2 separate regions of the Mus musculus genome follow, and region 2 is linked to region 1. The links are chromatin contacts, called in public Hi-C maps. All regions are on one chromosome and are shown on one strand. Each heading gives the region's core, a stretch centred on a gene start, on an enhancer-like site or on the middle of the called end of the contact. The rest is flanking DNA. Distances are from core to core; before and after follow the strand shown.

The links. Hi-C and Micro-C count contacts between places; a contact is called where the count stands out from the background.
Region 2: a contact with region 1 is called in a Hi-C map of cerebral cortex, with 4 times the contacts expected there. The contact joins two enhancer-like sites. A contact is called at or near these places in 2 of 484 Hi-C or Micro-C datasets (cerebral cortex and embryonic stem cells).

What each region holds. Positions count from the first base shown.
Region 1 is chr8:127,607,762-127,612,671 of GRCm38.p6, forward strand. Pard3 (par-3 family cell polarity regulator) reads left to right here. Exons shown (of 25, transcript NM_001309391.1): 25 at 2,671-4,525. The coding sequence ends at 3,013. Among named protein-coding and RNA genes, the nearest start is that of Gm32478, 20 kb to the right of the region's middle. Within about 2 kb of position 1,835, at least 15 of the 459 cell types and tissues checked have an H3K27ac peak or open chromatin away from gene starts, as enhancers often do. A contact at or near this core is called in cerebral cortex, where this site is marked.
Region 2 is chr8:128,034,401-128,040,047 of GRCm38.p6, forward strand. No RefSeq gene overlaps it. Among named protein-coding and RNA genes, the nearest start is that of Gm32590, 230 kb to the left of the region's middle. Within about 2 kb of position 1,426, at least 24 of the 459 cell types and tissues checked have an H3K27ac peak or open chromatin away from gene starts, as enhancers often do. A contact at or near this core is called in cerebral cortex, where this site is marked.

The DNA of each region.
Region 1 (4,910 bases), core at 585-3,084:
AATTCTTTCTTAATGAAGAACGTATGGACACCAATAGCTTCCTCACCAAAGAAAGTAAGAGAGGGGTGTGTGTGTGTGTATATATGTGTGTATGTATGTATATGAGAGTGAGTGTATGTGCGTGTATGTGAGAGAGTGTATGAGAGTATGTATGTGTATGAGAGTGAGTGTATATGATTGTGTGTATGAGAGTATGTATGTGTATGTGAGAGTGTATATGAGAGCATGTGTATTTGTGTGCATTGTGTATATATGAGAGTATGGGTGTGAGAGTGAGTATATGAGAACATGTGTGTGTATGTGTTCATATTCCCCATACCCTATTTCAAACCTCAGGAATTTCTTGCTTTATTTTGTGCTCACGTACTCATTAATCTGAAGCAAACTTGAGCTACAAAACAAGTTTCTCCTCCTACAGCATCTTCCCCTCCATCCCCAACAAACCACAGTGAATTTTCACAAATTTCAATGCAGAAAGAACCTGCATTCCTAGGGTGCCTGAAGCTTATCTTTCTATGCAGAGATCATGCAGGGTCAGGGAGGAAGGTAGCGAGCTTTAGTATCAGGAAGTCATGGATGAAGAGATGACATTTGTCACATCCCAGGCTTCACACTGACATTATCCATCTGTCACATCTCTGGTATGATTAGTCTACGATTTTTTTAAGTGAAGACAGTCAGTGCTTTAGGCAGAGGACCTTACTCTGTCCCATCTGAGGATTCTGCTGTGGCTCCCATGAGTAGAGCCAGGTGGGAGCCTCTGTTCTTCTCAATGGATCACAGAGCCGGTAGTGACAGTGAGAGTTTAGTTCCATCTGCAATGTCTTCCCATCTATAATTTCAGCCATGTAGAAAATGGGTGGGTTCTACCCTGGACCATTTTGCCAGCATTCCAGAATATTCGAATACTGCTCTCTCTGTTCCTATGGGAGACATAGTGGCCTCCCACGATCTCCTCATGAATGTGCAGTGTTGTGTGTGCTGATGCAGGAGGCTGATGCCAGCAGGCTCCACCTACTGCCGCCAGACGATTTTCTTGTTGATAAATGGAGCAATAATACATTTTCTTTATGACTGTCATCTCTCCTCCCCCTTCTGTTTTCAAGGAGGAAAAATAGGGCATGTCTTCCTTCCTGGCACAAAATTGTTCGGCTTTATCAAAGGCAATCTTATTGCAAATTCATAGAAGTATCTAGAGCCTTGATAGTAAATTAAAGATGTTTCAGAATTGTGTTTCCTGAAAACTGCAGCCAGCCCCTTTAAGAAGTAGTAGGAGGTGAAGTTTCTGTGCAGCCCCTTGCAGAAGTAGTAGGAGGTGAAGTTTCTGTGCAGCTTGCGTTTGCCTCTCTATCTTGGGGTGATAGGAAGTGAATTATATAAGCTGAGATGTGGGAAAAAATAGTGTTTCTAGACAGGAACTTGGGCAACCCTGACCTGTGTCAGTTACTAATATACAGGATTCCAGAGAGCCAAGCTGAAGATTGTAGGAACCTCCTGTTGCATCACTTTGTTTTGTTAATGATTTTGTTGTTGTTTTGAGACAGTCTCTTGTCACTCAGGCTGGTCTTGAACTTTACTATATAGTCGAGGATGACCTTGAACTTCTGAACCACCTGCCTCGGCTTCACAGACTCTGGAGTTATAGGCATGCAGTACAACCCCGGTTTATGTGGTTCTGGGGATGGAGCCCAGGCCTCCTGCATGCTAGGCCAGTGCTTCTGCAGCTGAGCTGGCCCAGCTCTCTGCCTGCTGTCCTTTCATTTTTGTCTGAGCTCGTACTGTAGTCTATCACATGAGCTGCCTTGTGACAGAGCGATGTCCCAGTCTTTGGAAGATGAAAGCGAGCAGCACGCACCATTTTCTAACATCCTGGCAGCAGCTAGATACACTGCTCGTGTGGGTAGCTTAGACCTGAACAATAACGCTGAAGTGAGCAGCGGTTAGTGCAAAGCTAGATGCTGCTGATACACATGTGTCTGTGCCCACACTGCAGGGGACCTGGTTGCCCTGAGCCAAACAGAGGGCACCTCAAGCTAGGAGGAGCACCTGTTCCTAAATATCTACTGAATCTGCTTCTGTCTTTTGTTCAGTTAGCACTGGTCACTTAGCTGAAACTTGGGACTGGCTGAGGATAATTAAGGTTTTTTTGTTTTGTTTTGTTCTGTTTGTTTTGTTGTGGTGTGGCTGCATGTTCAGTGTAGGTGCATCTGTGTGAGTACCCATGCATGGGTGTGCACGTGAAACCAGAGGGCACCCTCGAGTGTCATTCCTCAAGAACTATCTACCTTGGGTTTTTGTTTTGTTTGTTTGTTTGTTTGTTGTTTTTTAGGTAGGGTTTCTTGATGGTCTGGAGTTTGCCAAATAGGCTAGACAAGCCGTTCAGCAAGCCCTGTGGATCTTCTTGTCTCTCCTCCCTAGTGCTGGAATGTGTGCTATCTCATTCAGCTATTTGCATGGGTACTGTGGATCGAACTTAGATCATTATGCTTGGGCAACAACATGCTTTAGCAGCCCAGGTATTGGTATCTTCCCAAGCTCTGATAGTCAATTTTGAGAGCTCTAGCCCCTCACCATGATACCTGGTGGGTGCTCAGGTCATGATGATATTTGCTAAAGCCTGGAGATTCATCTCTCTCTCATCCCTGACTGACTTCTTTGCTTTATTGCTAGACAAAGCAGGAAGAATGCCAGCTCCATATCACAGGATTCCTGGGAACAGAACTACGCCCCTGGTGAAGGCTTCCAGAGTGCCAAGGAGAACCCCAGGTATTCCAGTTACCAGGGCTCAAGGAACGGCTATCTAGGCGGGCACGGCTTTAATGCCAGGGTCATGCTGGAGACCCAGGAGCTTCTCCGACAGGAACAGAGGCGGAAAGAGCAGCAGCTGAAGAAGCAGCCTCCAGCTGATGGAGTCAGAGGGCCCTTCCGGCAAGATGTGCCCCCTTCTCCATCTCAGGTGGCTAGGCTGAACAGACTGCAGACACCGGAGAAAGGGCGGCCCTTCTACTCCTGAGCTCAAAGAAGGATGGCAGCATTTTGTGTCATGCAATAAAGGACATTTACCCATGAAGACTTGTGCTGTTGGAGTTTTTTAAAAAAAAAAAAAACCTTCGGTGGTACTCCAGAACACTTCTGTTGCTGGTATCAGTGCCTTTAAGCAGCATGAGCAAAGAAATGGAAGGCCTTAATGTCTTTGCCACTGCGTCTATCTCGTGGAAGGACCCCCACCACCCCCTGACCCCAATATCAAGTTCAAGGCATCAACTACCTGCTTCTCTGCAGTACCGGAAACTTCAGCTCCATGCCTAAGATGCCTACGGACTTCACAGCTTCATCTTAGAGAGTGAACCCCCCCACCCGAGGCTGCAGATGTTGCTGACGCCCGCTCCCCCCGGAAGTGACTGCGGTGTGCACCAGAACTTTGCAGCAGGGTTACCCCTGTTCTCCCACTCGATCTGGGGTTCCCTTTATTTCCTCAGATCCTCGGAGCATGAAGGCTCTAGAGTGGTAGTGAAGAAACTAAGCCATACGCCAGTGCCGTTTGGTTGTGAGGGGGTGGGGGGTACTTTCCAACTGCCTTATAACTCCACTACCCATATCACAATGATTCTAGTCTGCGTTTATAAATACACGTGTTCAGTCCCGTTCATGATACCTGGGAACAAGGAACATGGGAGTGGCCCATTTGCATTGCACCCCGAGGAAGGATATAGGAACTGAGGGAAGATTCTCTGGAGGAGTTTAGGCCAGTCTACCCTGTCCTTGTTTTACTTCATTTGTGTCGCAGTAGGTTGGCAAGGAAGGCACAGAGTGGGGCAAGGAAAAAAGTCAGTCACTTTGGATTCTGAGAATCAATCTCAATACATCTTTTGAGGTTGGAGTCAGTATTTGTCTCCTATTCCCTCTACTGTGTCCCTTCCTGACAAGGCCGCATTACTAAGTTATTCTGCCGTTTATCATAAAGACAAATCAAAGAAGAGCCATCCCACTTGAGAACATTTTGATGCCCCTCTGAGCAACAGGAGTCACATTTTCGTGCATGCCTGTGTCACGAGGCCCTCCTCATGTTCCCGCTGTTCATCTGTAGGTCTGAACATCCTGTATTGTAAGCCAAGGCTGGGTTGCTAAAGTGCCTGCGAATCTTGATATGAAATAAAAGAAAAAAAAAAAAAACAAACCTTGAGCAAAAAGCTCAGAGTACCATGTATTAACAAAAAAGAAAGAAAAAAAAAAAGACATGTATTGATATGCCTATTTTTTTTTTTTACTGGCACACTGTATTTTTTGTGTAGACTTGTTTTTAGAAAATAATGCGCAGTGTCCACAGGCGCCGTGTCTCTCTGCATCTGTGTGTAATGGCTTTATCTGTTAATGACTTTCAGTGGTGTTTAAGTGGTGTTTCCAGTGTAAGTAAGCGTGGTGACCTTGGACAGCGGTGGCTTCCTCGCAGCCTCCCCTAAGCTGTGAGGGACAGCTGTCCCTGTACATATAAGACTTCTAATAAAAGACATATTTCTTCCTGTTCTTTGCTGTGTCTCTAGTTTTCCTGGCAAACCCCTCCTAGCTGTTTTTGTAAAAAGTATATTAACAGATGTCTTTTTTTTTCATATTTAGTGAAAGTGGAAAGTTCCTTCCTATCTATGCAAACATAGGATTAAGTGAGGGAGTGGGGAGTGGGGAGGACTGGAACCCTATATTTTTCTTTTAAATTTTTATATATTTTATTCTATTAATATTAATTACATAATTTCTCCCCTCCAGTCCCTCCCATGCCCCTAATGCATTTGAAATTCATGGGCTCTTTATTATGGTTACATATATACTTATGTATGTATATATATGCAAATAAATATGTAAATGGAGCCATTTATTAATAAGAATTGTGGAAGGCCTGGAGAGCCCAAAGGAAC
Region 2 (5,647 bases), core at 176-2,675, 430 kb after region 1:
TTCTGGGAAGCCTTCTGAAACTCTGCTTATCTTCTACTGTTTCTCATCTGGGATGGCCAAACCCATCCTATCTATCTCAAACAAGTCGCCGAGAAGAGCATGAATGGAATGAAAATAGGATTGCCTCAATGCAGTGAGTGGGACTACTCTAGTGTTTACAATGGGACCAACCATTTGATTTGAGAAATGATTTTGAGAAATAGTTTGATATAGGAATCAGAGAAGTTCAAGAGGTCAGACATGCTAGAGCATCCAGAAACCTTGGCAAAAGAGGGATAAATTTGAATATGCCTTAGACAAGGTCAAGAAAGCAGGCCAAGATACAGCCTGTCCCTTTGAGAAAAGCCAAGCCACATCTGGCTATGTGAATATAGGCAGAGGTACTGTTATAGTGGCTCTCTATTGCCAACTTGACTGGATTTGAAATCACCTAGGAGGTATGCCTCTGCTTGTGTCTGTAAAACTGTTTTTAAAGAGGTTTAAATGAAGAACAAAGACTCAGCCTGAATGTGTGCAAGCACCATCCCATAGGCTGGAGCCTTAGAATGAACAGAACACTGTGATAGACTGTATCTGTGAACCAAAAGTTGAAATTACCTCTTCCTCCTTCAGGATTTCACCCTTGTCAGACAGGTGCTCACAACAATGGGAAAAGTAACCAGTAATCTTAAAGCAAGTCCTTCTCATGAGTCACCTCTTAGACGACCCTAGGAGGGAAAAGACTTGGACTCACAGAGGACCCTAGTCAGCATTGGGGCTTCTAAAGAAAGGACCTTGACCTTCTTGGATAGGATGTGGCTCAGGATTCAGGCAGAGGTGATGCTCATGGGGACTCAGAACAAACACTAGGTCCTGGAACAGAAGACAAGTATGTAAGAGAGAAAGAGAAACTGACTGTGAACTGATCCATACCAACCTGAGGCTATGCAGCAGCAAGTCAGCTCCACCTCCCCATCACCAGAGGCAGCTGACTTGTTTCTGCCATCATTAGGACTGCTTGAGACTCTCTGGGTAGAGAAGGTTTTCCTGAAAGCCCTTTACCCAAACACCACTACTTCACTGGATGACCCTTATGTGAGAATAGTCACATTCTAAATCTTTCTTTTTGTTAGAAACACTGGACTATGTGGAAGGCCAAATGGGAACTTGGAACTGCCATTATTGCTTTCATATGAATTTACTTCATTGGGTCATCTCCTTTTACCAACACTGCCCTGAGAATGTCAGCAAAGAACATGCAGTATATAAAACAGTAATTATAAAATAAAAAAAACTAATGATGGTGAACTCATCTCTCCTTCTTCTGTGATTTGTCCTCGTACAAAAGGCCACTGAAGAATCAGGTGCATGGGTATGGCCTACCACAGCCTTCAGTGGACTAGTAGGAAGGGGCACAGGCCCAGTGCAGAGGAAGAAGTGACTCCCAGAGAGGCAGCTAGTTGCAGTTCCTCAGCATGGAGGAAACAGCTTTCTTCCAAGCTGCATGAAGGCATCCTGTGTGCTCAAAAATACAAGGGAAGCAAAATTGCCACAGGCCCTCTTGAATAGTTCAGGCCAGCTGCTCTGTGCACAAGGAGGAAAGGCACAGAGGAAACCTGGTTCTTACAAAGTCCCTCTGCAGAGAGGTTGGGCGTGAGAGGAGCATGCTTTCTTTCCCACCGCCTGGAGTTCCCCAGCAAAGTAGGCTCAGTCTGTCAGAAGGTCAGAGCAGCCAGAAAGCAGCCAACCACTTTCAAAGACTGCCTCATTTTCAATGAAAGTTTCCAAGTGATAATAACATCTCTCAGTATTGAAACTTCGAGAACAAATTTGCAGCTCCCCGGTGATGGATAAAACACCATTGGAAAGTGTGGCTGTCCCCTGCACAGGCCAGCTCAGGGAGAGGGAAATGGATCACACTCACAGAGAAGACAAATTACACATAGGCATCCCAAGATGAATTGCAATCATAACCTGGGAAAACCATCGCAGGGTTTCTGTTATCTGCAGACAGTGTGCTGAGCTCATTTTCTCTTGAAAGACAATGTACTGTGTTAAACTGGCTTCACTAGCTCAATTGGAGGGAAAAAAATGGCTATGCAATTTGTGTAGGGATTACGAATGTAATTAATACAATTTGCAAAAGGCCAATGCCATTTTGCAGACTTTAGTCCCACAGAACATTGGGGAATCACATGTTGGAGAGCATTCTTTTGTCTGTGATACCAATGTCCAATATTGCCCTGCTCTTCCTGCAGGTCTTTCTCATCTTGCAATCTGAAACTAGACTTGAACTGCCTTTTCCTCCAGGATCTGTAACACTGTCTCCTCCCTTAGGACATTCTCATGAGAACCAAAGAATCCTTTGTTTACAGCAGAAGGATGGAGTGATGAGGATACGATATCACATTGTACTTCACCTGTCTTTTTTAAAAACGTGCATGAGCACATATGTATGTGTATCAAGATACTTCTATATCCTGTCAAACAGAGTTTCTCACTGACTTGAGGTTTGCTGATTAGTCTAGACCGCCTAGCCAGCAAGGTCCAGAAATCCACCTGTCTCCACATCCCTCATGCTGAGATTATGCACACACATCACCATTACTGACATTTTTACACGGGTTTGGGGGAGTTAACACAGTGTATTGGCTAATTTTATGTCAATTTGACACAAGCTAGAGTCATTGTAAAGGAAGAAACTTCAACTGAGAAATTCCCTCCATAATATAAGACTGTATGCATGCCTCTGGGACACTTTCTTAACTAGTAATTGATAGGGCAGGGCCCAGTCCATTGTGAGTAGTGCCATCCTGGGGCTGGTGGATCTGAATTTTATAAGAAAGCAGGCAGAACAAGCCATGATGAGCAAGCCAGGAAGCAGAACTTCCCCATAGCCCTCTGCATCAGCTCCTGCCTTCAGGTTGCTGCCCTGTTTGAGTTCTTGTCCTGATTTCTGATGGTGAACAGTGATTTGAAAGAATAAGCCAAATCTTTCCTCCACAAGTTGCTTTGGTTATAGTGTTTCATCACAGCAATCGAAACTCAAACTAAGACGTGAATCTTGAGCTTGTGTGGAAAGCACTGTACAGACTGGGCATTTCCCTGGCTACCCTTGTGTGGGGGGTGGGAGTGTGTGTGTGTGTGTGTTTGTGTGTGTGTGTCAGTGTCATAAGACGTTGGGTTTTAAGAGTATGCATCTTAGCAGCAATTATCTATGATTTCAGAATGGGAAAACTGTAAGTTGAGACTTCTTGTTTGGGAAATGAAAGAGATAAGGTACTTTGTTCAGAGTGACTTCTGAAGATGCTTACTTAATGCCCACATTGGGCGATAGATGTGGGCCTGAGTACCAGAGGTCTTCTACAGAGATCTCTGAACAGGTCTGGTGTGAGGGTTCCAGTGAAGGGAAATGAGTTCTGGCAGGGAGGCACGAAGTCTCTGCTATGCCTTCTAGGTCACTTGGTAACTCTGAGTGGGACACTGATGAGAAGCTGACAATACAGTGAGGAGTGTGGTGGAACCTCGGGCAGTGCTTCAGGAGAGCAGGTCTCTTCCAAAGTGTTACAGCTCTTGGAACAAAAGACTCAGATGACAAAGTAGTTCTCGCACACCTTTAATTCTCTGGATAGGTTTTATATACAGTTTCGGGGGTGATTCAGGGTTCAACAGCAGATACCTCTCATTGGCTTGGACTGAGTGCTTGGAGAAAACCTTATTTGCATGTGGGAAGGCGTGGTGCTGCTCCTACATGATAGCCACACACCTCTTGTTGTTGTGGGGGCAGTAACTTCGACAGGAGTCAGTGGTCCAGGAGACATGATCGAACACCTTCTGTCCCTTGTAGGTGGAAATCACCACCCATTGAGTCCCCGGGGTTCCAGACCTTTGCTCGACTGGAAACCAGGGTGTCTGTGCATAGCCCACTGCCCCACACTTAACCACTTTGCTGTGCTGTGGTTGTATGGATTTTACATGATAAACATGAGTGTCTGTGCTCTCTAAAGTGAGGGCATCAGGACAATCTGATGTATAGTTCAAGTTGAGAACATAGCTTTCTGGCCCCACCAAATGTGAGCCTTGTAAGCTCAAGTTTAGGTCTCCAAATCTCATTTTTTAAAAAATTCTTGGCATGGTGGAGCATACTTCTGTGTCCCAGCACCTGGTGATGTTGATTAATAAAGACAAAGCACTGGAATGGAATTGAGACATGGAAAAGAGGAAGAGAAAATAAATTGATCATAAGGAGGAGCAAGGCTTTATCTTTTTTTTTTTTTTTAACAAGGGACTGAAGAAAGCTTGGATTTTGTTGGCTGATAAGGATATTAGGAGATAAAGTGAGAGACCTAGAAAGTTTTGAGAGGATTCTGCTAAGTGCCAATGAGACCTACAAACACATCAGTAACATCATAGGCTCCCCCTCTTTCTAAAGCCAGAGAGAACAGAGATACCACCATAGGTACTGTGGAAAAGCACAAGAGACCACCGACACACACCTCAGACAGCCTCTGCTGTCAGGTCAGCGTCCTCTTACGTAGTAGATTCTAGAATGCATTCAGACTTCTTTCAATAAGTCCTTCAGTAGAAGCAGAGACATTAGATAGCAGAAGTCAATCCAGAAGGACGGTCCTCCCCTGAGTATTGGCTTAGAAGGATTTGTATTCTGTATCTGAAGTTTTTAGAACCAGAGAGGAAATTTCTCTACTTTCTACCAAAGAAAGAACTCAGTGGTAGACCACACAGGCATTTTTGTTATTGTTGTTGTTTTAAGATTTTATTTATTTATGTGTGTATCTATGTGAGGTCATATGCATGTGAGTGCAAGTACCCGTGGAAACCGGAAGATGGTGCCAGATCTCAAGCAACTGGAGTTACAGTTAGTTATGAGTCCCCAACACAGGGGCTGGGAAACAAACTTGGTCCTCTGAAAAATCGGCAAGTACTCTTAACTGAGGGGCCATCTCTCTAGCCCCTACGAAAACAGGTTTTGGGAGTCTACTAAAGTTAAGTGTTAAGAGGACCGAGCCTTTAAGAGAGATTGGTGTAGTTCCCTTTAACCAGGAATCGAAGGAAAACAAGATGAATCAGATAAGGTGGTGTGGTAAAGCAACGAGGAGCCTGTCTGCAGCTGGTTCATTAGAGGAGCAGTGGTCTGTTAAAGTTGAAAATAAACCTCACATCCCTAAACCTAATCCCGGAACTCAATGGGGGTTGTCAGTTCCCCATTTTGAAAGGGAGTCTTTGTAGAAGTGAATAACATTTATATGTGTTAATTCAGACTCCTGAGATGAATACCTGATGGTCAGTTTGTAGGGAGAAGCACCCACACAGACAGCACAGCACACTTCTGGGTTGTCTGTGGTGGAGCTTCTAGAGATAATAAGACCACAAGAGCAGTAAGCTAATGGTTTAATCCACCAATTCATTTACATCTCTAATAAGCTATCAGGGATGTAGAAGGTTTCACTGGAGGAAGCCAGCCTCAGGAAGTGCGTTCCTGTATGTTGCAATGATGTTCTCCCTAAGTTCATCAAGCCAAACTACCACAGACTGACCCTCTGAAGTAAGGAGGCAAAATGAATCTTTCTTTCAAGTTGATTATTTACTCACAGTGGTGATAAATAAAAACACAGATTTTTTTTTTAAATTGAAACATTTTAAAAATTTT